Regions from separate parts of the Mus musculus genome. Here region 1 is linked to region 2. Evidence: chromatin contacts called from public HiChIP or PLAC-seq data. All regions are on one chromosome and are shown on one strand. The core of a region is the stretch at or near the end of the contact, and the rest is flanking DNA. Distances in the headings are between cores, read along the strand shown. Region 1 holds the start of Tssk3 (testis-specific serine kinase 3). Region 2 overlaps C330020E22Rik (RIKEN cDNA C330020E22 gene).

Region 1 (6,701 bases), core at 3,295-5,794, 96 kb after region 2:
TGAAGGACTTGCTAGCTTATGTCTTTTAGCTCTCTTTAATTCCGAATATGCTTGGCTAGGAATATGGTTCTGTGGTAGAGCACTCACCAAAGCATTCAGGAGGTCCTGAATTTGATGCAAACATACAACAAAACCCGACTCTCAGTGCACCTGCCCTCCCACCCCCAGCCCCCCTAGAGCAGGACTCAGCTGAGAACAGGGCAGCAGTGACAAGGAAGTTAGAATAAGACGCCCTAGAGAAACCCTGTCTCAAAAAAAAGAGAGAGAAGCCCTGTGCAGAGAGAACACACCCTGGCCTTTCAAGTCAATAAAAGAGGGAACAGTTTTAGCTGGGTGGTGGTGGCATAGCCCTTTAATCCCACCACTCCAGGAGGCAGAGGAGGCAGATCTCTGTTAGTTCAAAACCAGCCTGATCTATACAGCAAATTCCAAGACAGCCAGGGCTACACAGAGAAACCCTGTCTCAAACAAAACCAGTAGGACAACAACCAAAAGTAGACAATAGCCTTGCAGCTCCGGAGCCCCTCACAGTTCTTGGCCTTTGCTCAGCAGGGAACAATCTCTCTCCTTTAGGGACTGACTCCTCCGAAGGCATCCCATGCAGAGTTGAGTGTAGTTAGTGGAAATATTTCCTTTGGATCTGAAGCCATCAAAGCAGCAAGCCTCTCTCTCAGGCAGCATGCATCTGTGTTACATTCCCTAAAGCCAAGGATTGTTGTGGGGACGGCCCGGTCCAGTGGTTACCTAGCTCAGTGGGGACGGTGGGCTCTGGGCGTGAGTGTGTTTGTGTTCTCAAAGTCTCCTCATCTTTGCAGCTGGAAGATGTAGAGTGGGAGGACTGGGAATGAGAGAAGCCAGAGCAAGCAGCTCCCCCACCCTCGGCACATCCCACCTCCCTCGCTCGCTAGTCTCGGCCGGACTTGGAAGACACTGAGAATGTCCCCCCCAATGGCCTCCGCCATCCAGAACTTGGTACATATTCTGGTGGCTCCCTGCTGGCCCTCTGCTCACACCTTGAAAGAGCCTTTTCAAATACAGATCCAGAAGTCTGATTTGTGCCAACCTTAGGATGACCTAAGGGGAGGACCCCGTACCCCATCACCGGAGAGCCTGCATTTCCCTGCTATTGTAGGGATTCCTACTGGGAGACCTCGAGGGGTAGCTGTCTCCTGCAGAGACAAGAGCCGAAGCACTGGTCTCATTGAAGACGACACGTACTACCCCATAAGCTAGTAAGCCAGCAAGAAAGGCCATGCCACCTGCCCTTGACTACACAGGAACAGTGAACAGCATTTTCGTTCCTGACCCAATGAGAAAGAGGCACTCATCTCTGACCCAATGAGAAAGAGACACTCATCTCTGGGAAATGTGCCTCTCTGGAATCTCCATCCCAACCATTTCCTGTTCTTGGGAAGGTCCTACGGGCTTCAGAATCTTAAGACCACACCTTGACTCACCTCTAACCCACGCCGGGATATCCCTACACCTTCCCAGGGCTTTTATGTCAGATGCACCCAAGTCCTTAGCCCATCTGTGCCACTGCAAGAGTCTGCTCTTGTATTTCTTTCCCTCCCCGAGAAGGGAGGGAGCCACTTTCAGGCCCTCCGGTGTGTTGCCTGGTAGGATAACTGCTCCAAGCAGCTACCTACCTTGACTCCCATAGCTTAGGACACAAGCCAGCTCTGAGCTACATGAAGTAATGAGCAGAGATGAGTACTCACAGTCCATCACCAGGCCAGCTTCTCCTCAGCCCTCTGTTCTTGAAGGGGTGTGCTGGGGCAAGCATCCTGAGACTCCTGTCTCCTGCAGAGGCCCTCCTTCCTGAAGACAGTCAGCCTGGGGCTCTTACCCTGAGACAATGAGGGCCGCATGAAGATCTGGTGCTGCGCGGATGCTGCCCTGGTGATGCTGTGTGCTGGGGCATCCACCAGTGACTCATTTAAAGGGGCTTGGTCAGGGTTGCTGTGAATTGTAGGCACTGCAAACCTTCAGTGAAGGGGGTAGGGTGGACAAAATGCTAATTTTTTTTTTTGATGGGATGGGTTTTTCTCTTTGTAATTATTTTAATTAACTTTTTGGTTGTTTGTGCAATATTATATATTTTAAATTATAATGCATCTCCCCAGAGTATTTTGTAGCTGGGAAAAGAAAAAAAAAGTAAAGAAAAAATTCTAACAGCTGTTAGTTTTGTAATTAAAAAGGAACAAAAATAAAAAGTTTGTCCTGAACCTTTTACAGATTTGCCATAACAGCATTAAAGTGATTGAACAGAAGCGGAAGTGTCCGGGGATGTTTCTGTCCCCCTCGGCAGAGGCTCCCACAGCTGCAAGCATACTTTTGGCCTCATAGGTGGGATCCAGCCTGGGTGCTAAGGATGCCCCGTCTCTTCCTGACTCAGCTTGGCCTCTGGTTTGAGAAAGGTTTGGGCCCAAGCAGCTTCTCACCAAGCCAAGGAGTCAGGAGGTCAGGCCTGCATTCCAGGTGCGTTGGCTTTTATCTGGAAAGCGAGTTGTAGCACCTGAGTGGTTCCACGGGCTCACCTTTCTCTCCTCACTTCTCCCGGCCTGCTGATGCTGCTAGGGCCTAACGTAATGAGTGCTAATTAATCACCTATATGAAAATCATTTGAGCGCCATTAATAAAAGAAAAATCTAAATAAGGCCCTTAGTTCCAGGAAGGTCTTTACAGGGAAGGTGAGAGGCCTGTGGAGCCGCAATGAGGAGGTGGAAGTCAGCCATGGGAGAAGTGGACTTAAGTGTAAAATATAGATCACCATTTTAGAAGCGGGTTTTTTCAGTTTGCTTTCTCCCCCTACTTTATTGGGGAGGACTTGCCATTGCTTTTATCAAGTGCTTGCTAGCCATGGGTGCCAACTAACTTCTTCGATTGAAGGCCGGAGTATCATGTCTGGTTCCAGGAGCCGCTTGAGCAGGTCCTGGCATTCGGTTGAGATGCCCAAATGAGTGGGGAAGGACACCCCCTTCTGCTGCTGCCACAGCATCTTGGGGATATCTGTGTCATCAAAAGGTAGACTTGCACAGAGCATTACATACAGGACCACACCCATGCTCCAGACATCACCTTTCTTGCTATCATGGGGTATGCCCTGTAGCACCTCAGGGGCGGCATAGGCTGTGCTGCCACAGAAGGTCTGGCTCAGCTCCCTGCGTGACTTGGGTAGCACCTTGGCAAAGCCAAAGTCGGTCAGCTTCAGGTTGAAGCCCTGCAACAAGGCGTTCTCACACTTAAGGTCCCGGTGGGCCACGCCACAGCCATGGCAATAGCGAATAGCCTCAACCATCTGGCGGAAGAGGGCCTTGGCCCGGCTCTCGGGAAGTGGCCCTCCGTTCAGCACACAGTCAAAGACATCCCCTCCCTCAGCCAGTTCCATCACCAGGTAGATTTTTCCATCTGCTGACTCCAGCATCTCATACACCTGGATGATGTTTTTGTGGTCCAGGGTACGGACAATCTGGAGCTCACGAGGCAGGAATCTCTGGATAAACTCTGAGGGAAAAAGTGGGGAGACAAAAATCAAGATCAAAACGTCCTGGTTCCTCCCTCTTGGCTCCTGCTTTCCAGCTTCCAGACACCTACCATGTCTAGGTGTTCTTTCTTGACTCCCTGACCAGTCTCGGGTGTCTCTAGCAGCAAGTATTGCCTTCCTTTCATGATTAGCTCATCCTTGGAACCTCCTCCCAGCAGCCTGTGAGACCACAGATGAGGGATTTGGGAAGTTCAAAGCTATTGCATCTCACTATTCTTTCCAGGGATCTATTGTCCTGTCCCTCTTCCACCTGCAGGGTACCAGTTCCTGCTGTCTTCTGGCCAACGCCTCTTGGGACAGGAAAAACTGAGGACCTTTTGTTTTGTTTTGTTTTGTTTTTTATTTTGTTTTCTGAGACAGGGTTTCTCTGGATAGCCCTGGCTGTCCTGGAACTCACTTTGTAGACCAGGCTGGCCTCGAACTCAGAAATCCACCTGCCTCTGCCTCTCCTGAGTGCTGGGATTAAAGGCGCATGCCACCACGCCCGGTTTAGGACCCTTTCTTTTTCTTGTGCTACGATTGTGGCTCTGGAAAGGTGTGAGGATCCTGGTTTCCCTACATCCTTCTATTTAGGGCAGGAATCTGACTTGCTTTCTGCCATCCTGACTCAAAGGGAGGAAGAGATGCTCTGAGGAAAGGGCCTACCCGTGTTGGCTAGCCCACCCTTCCTCCCAAGGACCCCAGCTCACCTTCTGGCCCTCCCATCTTGTCTATAATTTTAATTGCCACTTTTCTTTGATGTTTTTTGGAAAATGCTTCTTTGACTTTTGAGTAGGTCCCTTCCCCAATGGTCTTGCCCAGCTGATACCCATTGGAGAGTAGAAAGTCCTCCATGCTGTGTAGCGCCTCCTTCTTGTCACCCTCTCAGCTCATGCTGCCTCTGCGAGGCAGCTCTACTCCACCATCGCCCTCGGCCTGCTTCTTTTCCCCCCAAGGACTTCATTCACAGCTGCCTCCAGGGCTAGAACATTCTCCGTCTGGACACAGCCACAGGTGGTGGGGAGGGAGAGGACCAGACATTTTTAAACTCCTGCCCAATTGTGATGTAAATGCTGTGTGACCCTCAGACAACATGGGCAGTGTCCCTACTTTCCCTCGCCACCACCAGCAAATCCAGCATGGGTTAAGTCAGTCTTGAGCAAGGCGCAGAGTGGTAGCGATGCTGGGGAACGGGCCTGGGTGGCCGCGTAGGTCAGGGAGGCGGGCCTTCTCCATGTGGGCTCCGCTTCCAGGCAGGTCGCCCTCACCTCCGAAGTCCCCATCCAGCTGTTGGGAAAGAGTGCAAACTGGTCACCAAGGTGCGATCTCCAGAGCCCTCTGGCCTCAGGCCCGGGCCCTCACTAAATGCCGGAACGCTCTGGGACTGCCTAAGAATTCCAGCGAGGAACAGGCTGTGTGAGGTCAGCACGCAGAGATCGGGGTCACAATGCAGTCCTCCCCTTCGACGCTGGGGCCCGGGCGCGCAGCAGACACCTGCCAGGCTCCGCCTGGACCGGAGCGTCCTCCCGTGGCCAGGGCTCGGGCAGTTGCTTCCAGCCTGGGACCGGCCTCGGCCTCTGGCAGGTAAGCCACGACACAGGAGACGGGCACGGGCAGGGAGCATCTAGGGGCCCGGAGCTGCCTGACCGCCACTCCTATACAGAGTGCCCCGGGGCCTGGACATGAGTGCCCAGGAGACCCCACAGGGTCGAAGATTCCCCATTGAGGCCGGAGACTCCCCTGGCCTTGCCTCCGCCCCCGAGTCCCAGGATAGCCCGGAGCCTGTAGCTACGGATCAAAACCCTGTCAGGTGAGTCCGTCGTCCCACCCCTCGGCCCTGCCCCATCGCCATCCCCAGGGCCCTACCCCCAAAGATCCCAGGCGCATCCCCTGGCGCGCCCCAACACTTTGCGCCCCCTGTCGCCTGCCGCTTTCGCCAGGCCGCTCCGACGCTGCCCGGGCTGCCACTGTCTGACGCTGCTGCACGTGCCCATCGACGTCTACCTGGCCATGGGCGGGAGCCCCCGGGCCCGTGCTACCTGAGTGCGCCTGCGCACGGCAGCTCTGCAGGAGCCGGGACGGACGAGGCCAGCCGCGGGCCACCACGCTGAGGTCGCACGCGCCGAGCACGAGACAATGATGCACATTTTAAAATAAAAGAATGATGCACATTTTAATAAAGCACAGCATAAACTGTTCTTTCCATTCCGGGCTGGCCGTGTATGTGTATCCGTCGGATCGGGCCCACCGACTTCTCGGACCCAGCCAGTATCACTCTTGGGCTACCTCCACTCTTAGACCAGACTTCCACCCGCCTCCACTTCCCTGCCCACCTCCCACTTAGGGGGTCGTCACCCTCTTCCAGGCGTTTTTTTCTTGGTGGTTACTTTCCCTTCACCCAGCTGTCAGTCTCCTCTTCCTTGTCTTGGCTTTGCCAATGAAATCTTCATTCTCTGCGGGACACTGGCAGCTTAGAGCAGCTTGGGACAGAAGCAAGAAAGGGAAAGATGAGCAGCCGATGTAGAAAATAAATAAATAAATAAATAAAAGACTGATGGGCTGGTGAGATGGCTCAGTGGGTAAGAGTACCCGACTGCTCTTCCAAAGGTCCGGAGTTCAAATCCTAGCAACCACATGGTGGCTCACAACCATCCGTAATGAGATCTGATGCTCTCTTCTGGTGTGTCAGAAGACAGCTACAGTGTACTTACATATAATAAATAAATTAAATAAATAAATAAATAAATAAATAAAAGACTGACCACTGCAACACCATGTAACTCTCCCAAGCTAGAATTAGATTTGACTCCCTGCTGTTCTTTGGCCTGCTGCAGGGGTCAGGCCATCTGACCCCATCTGTTTGGACCTTTTGTTTCTCCTAAGACCAGCAGAGTTGCTGAGACTCAAGTGATTTGAAAAATATGTCCCAAATATTTTTTTTTTATTTTACTTTATGGACATGAGTGTTTTGCCTGGATGTGTGTGGCTGCACCAGCGTGTGCCTGTTGAGTTCCCTGGAACTAAGTTAAGGATGGGTTTGAACCACTGTGTGGTTGCTGGAAATCACACCTGAGTCCTTTGTAAGGACAACAACTGCTCTTACGCACTAAGCCATCTCTCCACACCCCACCCCCACCCCCAGTCTTTTTCTTTTCTGATCTGGCCTGGAACTCAC
Region 2 (6,427 bases), core at 337-2,836:
CTGAAGGCTAAGGCTATCTGGACACCCCATCAGCGTGGAGAACTCCAAGTGCTATGCAAGGTAGTCACTATACATTATACAAGTGTAATGTGGTCCTCTCAGTTGGTGGTCGTGGTTATGAGTTCTAGAGCAGGTGATGGAGGCTGGGAGAGGGCAGCTCCACGCCTACTGTCTCGGATCTCTCGGATTTCCAGAGTTTGAGTACACTCCACTCAATCAGTTCTTATGCCCACCTGGTATCGCCATCCCACGTGCCCTGAACTATGATTTTGCTTCTTTACCAGGATTTTGATCCAGATTTATCTCCATTCATGCCAGTGTTTGGAGGACGGTGGGATGCCCTATGGGAAACAAAAACATTCTACAAGATGTAATAGGGAGATGACCCAGGTGGAGGTGACTTCCACAGCACAGCCTGGGTCAAGAGAGACACAGAATCTGACCTGAAATCACAAGCGTATAACAGAGTAAGAATCGCCTGTGAGAAGTTATGGTGGCTCAGGTGTGTGATGCCAGCACCCCAGAGGATGAGACAGAAGGATCTAGCACTGAATGTAAACCCAGGCTTCAAGCAAGGGTTGAAGAATGGCTCAGCAATTACGAGCACATTATTGCTCCTGCAGAAAACCCTAATTCAATTCCCAGCACCCAAATCCGGTAGCTTACAACTGCTCAATACTCTAGCTTCAGGGAGCTGACATCTCTCTAACCTCCTTGGGTACACAGACAGACAGACAGACAGACAGACAGACAGACACACACACACACACACACACACACACACGTAAGTAAGTAAATGAAAAAACAAAACAAAACAAAACAAAAAAAAAACCCAAAAGATTGCTGGGGAGGTGGCACATACTTTTCATCCCAGCACTTGAGAGGCAGAGGCAGGTGGATTTCTGAGTTTGAGACCAGCCTGGTCTACAAAGTGAGTTCCAGGCCAGCCAGGGCTACACAGAGAAACCCTGTCTCAAAGAAACAAAAACTAACTAACTAAATACTAAAAACAAAGAAGAGAAGAGGAGAGGAAAGGAGAGGAAAGAGAAGAGGGAGAGGAGAGGAGAGGAGAGGAGAGGAGAGGAGAGGAGAGGAGAGGAGAGAAGAGAAAGAGCCAACAGGAAATTTATGCCAGTGTTGGTTATTGTAAGCCAAGGGTTGGCAAATTACAGACCATGGCTCAACCCAGTCTCTCTAACATTGTTCTCTTTTTACATCTTTTGTAGGTTGAAAGCAACCAACAGAAGAATATTTCTGTGGCAACTGAAAGGTATCTATGGATTCAGATTTTGCTTTGAAAAACCAACCTATGGGAACACAGCTCTGTCAGTGGCTTTTTTCTCTCTCTGACCCAGTGCCTGACCAACAACACTAACTGGGGGAAGAAGGGTCTACTTTGCCTCACAGTTGGAAGAGATGCAGTTCACCCTGGTGGGCAGGCAGGGCAGCAGGAGGCACTGAAGCAGCTGGTGAGACTGTGGCTGCATCCGGAAGCAGAGAAAGAGGAATCCAGTGCTCAGCTCTGCCATTGTCTTCCTGACTCAGGCCAGGACCGGTCTGTGGGATGGCGACACCCTCCTAGACACACCCAAAGATCAAGACGGCAATGAAGATGAACTAAGACATCAACCATAGCTGCTCTATTGTATGTTACCTATGTGACTTCTGTGCAATTATGTCAGGGCTGAGTGGGTTACAACACAGGGTACACCCAGCCCCCTGGGCATTTATTACCTGGCCCTTTATGGAAAAGAAAAAGTGCGGGCCTCTGTTGTATGGGAAGGTTTTCAGAGTGCCAGTTAGCTCACTGGAGATGAGTTAACGGAGCATGTGAATAGCCACAGGGAAGGGCTTGCATGCACCGCAGCTCACTGTGGGTCCCTCCCACTGGCTGTAAGTGTGTGCTTGCATACCCCGAGCTGTGTGATTCCTTGGCCTTGTAAGTCCTGGAGGAGAGGCTGGCAGAGGGAAACCCTCCCTCCCTCCCCTCCCTTCAACTTTCCCCGGAGCCGGACTTGGCTCAGCCTTGGTGGTGATTTCAGTCACCTGCTGGTAACCTGGGCTTTACTCGACTCCCACCGTGCTATAAACTTCATAACATAGAATGTACAGCCGTTTCCTGTCAGCAGGCTTATGGTGATGCAGGTGGTGATGTGTGTGGTGTATGTAGATAGATGTGTTGTGGGCGTTGGGAGATGGGGTCAGTGCTCTAGGGTATTGGGGTTCCTCTATCACCTCTGCTTGTTTTCTCTGACACATCATCTATCGCTGACCAGGAGTACGCTTCTCTCTCTCTCTCTCTCTCTCTCTTTCTCTCTTTCCCCACCCCCTCTCTCCTAGCTAGCCTCAGAAATCCTCATTGTGTACATAGGTGCTTTACAGACCTGTTTTCACAAGGTCTCTGAAAACTAAACTCTGGTCCTTTTGCTGGTACTGCAAGCTCTCAGAACCACTGAGCCATCTCTCCAGACCTCACTTAAACCATTTAAAAATTATTATATTCAAACTGTGTGTGTGTGTGTGTGTGTGTGTGTGTGTGTGTGTGTGTGCAGTGCACACACAGAGATCAGAGGACAATTTGCAATTTGTGGGGTCAGTTCTTTCCTTCCTCACTAGTTAGGTCCTGGGGATTGAAATGTGGGTTTTGTTGTAATCCCAGACCTCAATGGTGGAAGAAATACATACATACATACATACATACATACATACATACTACATGCATGTATATTTCAAGCTCGTCCTTAGTTACATATCAAGTTCAAGGCCAGCATGGCCTTCAAGAACTCAGTCATCAAAAACTAAGAGGCTTTAATCTCAGCACTGGCAGAGGTAGGCAGGTTACTGTAGTTTGAGGCCAGCCTCATCTATATAGCAAGCTCCAGGCCAGCACAGTGAGACCCTATCTCAAAAAAACAAACAAAACAAAAAAAAAACCAAACAACAAAATTGGAGCCAGCAAGGCAGCTCAGTGGGTATGGACACCTAATACTAATTCTGAAGACCTGAGTGTGGTCCTAGAGCCCCAGATGGTGGACGGAGAGCATTGACTCCTGTGGTCTGTCTTCCCCTTGACTCCTGCCTCCAGATACAAACCAGATAAAACCCCAGAAGTGCCCAGTAAACACCAGTAGGAAGGCCAGTGTTGGGGGCTTACTACACAGTGGGTAAGACATGATCCTGCCAGTGTGTACGGGGTTTGGTTAGGGAGAAAGGGGCAGAGGAGGAAGCCGGCAGAAGACAGGAAGCTGTCTTCAGGGGAGCCCTCGCCCGGCCTACAGCGACCCTGGCGCTTGTGTGAATGGGGGCACAGCTCAGAAGTGGGGACCACCTTCTTGTCCCAGGCAGCTAATAACCTAAGTCATCACATCACCAGCCTGTAGCCGGGGACCAAGGGATTCACCCAGGGTTTCACCCAGCCGGGGCCGGTGAAAGACTCGAGCATTTGGAAACGAGAAAATAAGCTAAGGAAGACAGCTGAAATATCGCAAATATTTTCCTGGGTAACTGAAGTGGAGAGTCCCAAACTGTTTGAAACCCAGGACTTAGGTTTATTTGAAGCAGATCCTATAGAGTGCACTGCGGTCTGTCAGCGGGACTCCTTTTTTGACGCGATCCAACCTGGTCGCTGCAATTCTGCGTTGACTTTCCTAGCCAAGCAGACGACCATGTGTTCACTGTGCATCCGCTCAGCCAGCTATGGAACGAAGGACGATGGTTCCTGCTTCTTGATGTACTTTTCAGGGCTGGTTTCTGATCCACTTTGGGGGAGAGGGAAACAAGAGTGGAGGTAATTTCGGGGAACGCCCCAAAATGCCACACATGAACATTTTACGACAATTAAAAGACCATCTCGGTAGAGACAGGTGGATTTCTGAGTTCGAGGCCAGCCTGGTTTACAGAGTGAGTTCCAGGACAGCCAGGGCTACACAGAGAAACCCTGTCTCGAAAAAACCCAAAAAAACCAACAACAAAGACCATCTCAGCCGGGGGTGGGGATGGGGGGGTGCACGCCTTTAATCCCAGCACTTGGGAGGCAGAGGCAGGTGGATTTCTGAGTTCGAGGCCAGCCTGGTCTACAGAGTGAGTTCCAGGACAGCCAGGGCTTTACAGAGAAACCCTGTCTCGAAAAACAAACGAAGAAAAAGACCATCTCATCTTTTGTGGTGCTGGTTTCAATGTAGAACATGCGGTGCCATGAGAAGACTCTCTTGGGACTGAAGAGAAGTACAAAACAAACAAACAAACAAACAAACAAGGAGATGTAAACTTTCAGCAGAGGACAAGTGAGCAGAGGCGATAAGGAAGTGGGGAAAGGCCAGAGCAAGAGAAACTTGAAAAGTCTTTCAAGGGAGCTCTCAGAGAGCCAGGAGAGAGGGTGCGGCCACCTTTGAAGGTGGTGCCAGAGAATGCATGTTTGTATAACTCTTTACTGACCTTAAAGTGTGATCACATTAGGGAGTATATTCTACTCAGCAGAAAGATTCTTTTCATATTTATTTGATGATGGTTTCTTGGGGCTGGAGACTTTTGGCCTGATTTTTCCTTCAGACCAGAATCCAGCTCTATCCTCTCTCTCCATGAGACAACCTCGGCAGCACAGGCAATGTGACTGCAACTGGGGATGCCATGAATGTATAAATAAACATTGAATTCCTAAGACAACAACAACAACAACAAAATCCAGGGCCTAGAGAAATGGCTCAGCAGTTAAGAGCACTGGTCACTCTTCCAGAGGACTTGAGATCAGTTCCCTACACCCACGTGGTGGCTCAATCATCTATAACTCCATTTTCTGGGTATTCCATGCCCTCTTCTGGTCTCAGCAGGAGTACACATACATAGCACACAGACATAGAGGCATACACTCACATATATAATAAAAATAAGCAATTTTTTAAAAGAAAGGAACCTGAAATATCTTCTTACTCATTTTTAAACTTTTGATACATGCTCAAATGATAGTATTTTGAATATGTTAAATACATATCATTAGACTATTGGTATTTCATTATTTAACATTTAAAATGCATGTGTATTTATGTGTGTATATGTGCATGCAGGTGTGCAGGTGAATTTGCACATGGGTGTGCATGTGTACATTGTGAAGAGTCCAGAGGACAGCCTCAGGTTTCATCCTCGGGAGCGTTCTCCACCTCCTTCGAGACAGACTTTCCCATTAGCCTGGATCTCATTGTTAAGCCAGCCTGTCTACCTAGCAAGGCCGAGGTGTCCTCCCGTGTCTGCCTTCACAGGGCTAGGATCATGAGCCTTACCATGCCCAGCCATCTCAGGGCTTCTGGAGGCTGAACTCAGCTCTTTATGCTTGCAAGGCAAGCACTTTCCTGTCTCAGCTAACTCTTTTTCAAAAGATTCATTTACTTTATATATATGACTACACTGTTGCTATCCACTTTAGCTGTCTTCAGACACACCAGAACAGGGCATCGGATCTCATTACAGATGGTTGTGAACCACCATGTGGTTGCTGGGAATTGAACTCAGGACCTCGGGAAGAGTAGTCAGTGCTCTTAACCTCTGAGCCATCTCTCCAGCCCCTCAGCCAGCTCTTAAGCTTCATTTTTTTTCTTTTAAAATATGGCCAGACATTAGGAACTGGAATAGTGACACAAGCCTTCATGCCAGCACTCAGGAGGCAGAGTGGATCTCTGTGAGTTGGAGGACAGCCAGGTCTACAAAGTGAGTTGTAGTTTAGCCAAGAGACCTCCTGTCTCAACAAACATGTTTATGTGTGTATATAGGCACATACACATACACGTATGTATGTATGTATGTATATACACACACACACACAATTAGAGTGGGATGGGATATGCTGTTGTATGCCTTTAATCCCAGCATCAGGAGGCAAAGGTATGAAGAGCTCTGTGAGTTCCAGGCTAACCAGAGTTGCATGGTATGAGAGACGACCTCTCAAAACAAAGCAATAAATAGATAAAGTAAAATATGTATATGTGTGTGTATGTATATATGTGTGTGTGTGTACATGTGTATGAATGTATTTGTGCATATGTGTGTGCATGTATACATGTATTTGTGATGGTTTGTACTTGCTTGGCCCAGGAAGTGGCACTATTAAGAGGTGTGGCCTTATTGGAGTGGGTGTGTCACAGTGAAAATGGGCTTAATACCCTCACCCTAGCTGCCTAGAAGTCAGTCTTCCACTAGCAGCCTTCAGATGAATATGTAGAACTCTCAGCTTCTCCTGCACCATGCCTGCCTGGATGCTGCCATGTTCCTGCCTTGATGGTAGTGAACTAAACCTCTGAATGTGTAAGCCAGCCCCAATTAAATGTTGTCTTTATGAGAGTTGCCTTGGTCATGGTGTCTGTTCACAGCAATGAAAACCTAACTAAGACAGTATGTATGTGTGCATAAGTGTATGTGTGTGAGTACATACATATGTATA

What was found. HiChIP or PLAC-seq counts read pairs in DNA pulled down with a chosen protein or histone mark.
Region 1: a contact with region 2 is called in an H3K27ac HiChIP or PLAC-seq map of embryonic stem cells, with 5 read pairs. The contact joins the promoter of Tssk3 here to the enhancer-like site in region 2. A contact is called at or near these places in 6 of 39 promoter capture datasets (the 3T3-L1 cell line, cranial neural crest, fetal liver and 2 more), 1 of 15 datasets of contacts at CTCF or cohesin (the NIH/3T3 cell line), 2 of 115 datasets of contacts at active chromatin or transcription factors (both in embryonic stem cells) and 2 of 9 other capture datasets (adipose tissue and liver).

Annotation. Positions count from the first base shown.
Region 1 is chr4:129,486,226-129,492,926 of GRCm38.p6, forward strand. Tssk3 (testis-specific serine kinase 3) reads right to left here and starts at 4,545. Exons shown (of 2, transcript NM_080442.2): 1 at 4,237-4,545; 2 at 2,783-3,507. The coding sequence starts at 4,381. The coding sequence ends at 2,846. Fam229a (family with sequence similarity 229, member A) reads left to right here and starts at 4,965. Exons shown (of 3, transcript NM_001085491.2): 1 at 4,965-5,110; 2 at 5,190-5,336; 3 at 5,467-5,731. The coding sequence starts at 4,974. The coding sequence ends at 5,569. Bsdc1 (BSD domain containing 1) reads left to right here. Exons shown (of 11, transcript NM_133889.2): 11 at 816-2,210. The coding sequence ends at 848.
Region 2 is chr4:129,392,760-129,399,186 of GRCm38.p6, forward strand. C330020E22Rik (RIKEN cDNA C330020E22 gene) reads left to right here. Exons shown (of 3, transcript NR_151530.1): 2 at 1,227-1,270; 3 at 1,356-6,327. Among named protein-coding and RNA genes, the nearest start is that of C330020E22Rik, 13 kb to the left of the region's middle. Within about 2 kb of position 1,587, at least 12 of the 459 cell types and tissues checked have an H3K27ac peak or open chromatin away from gene starts, as enhancers often do. A contact at or near this core is called in embryonic stem cells, where this site is marked.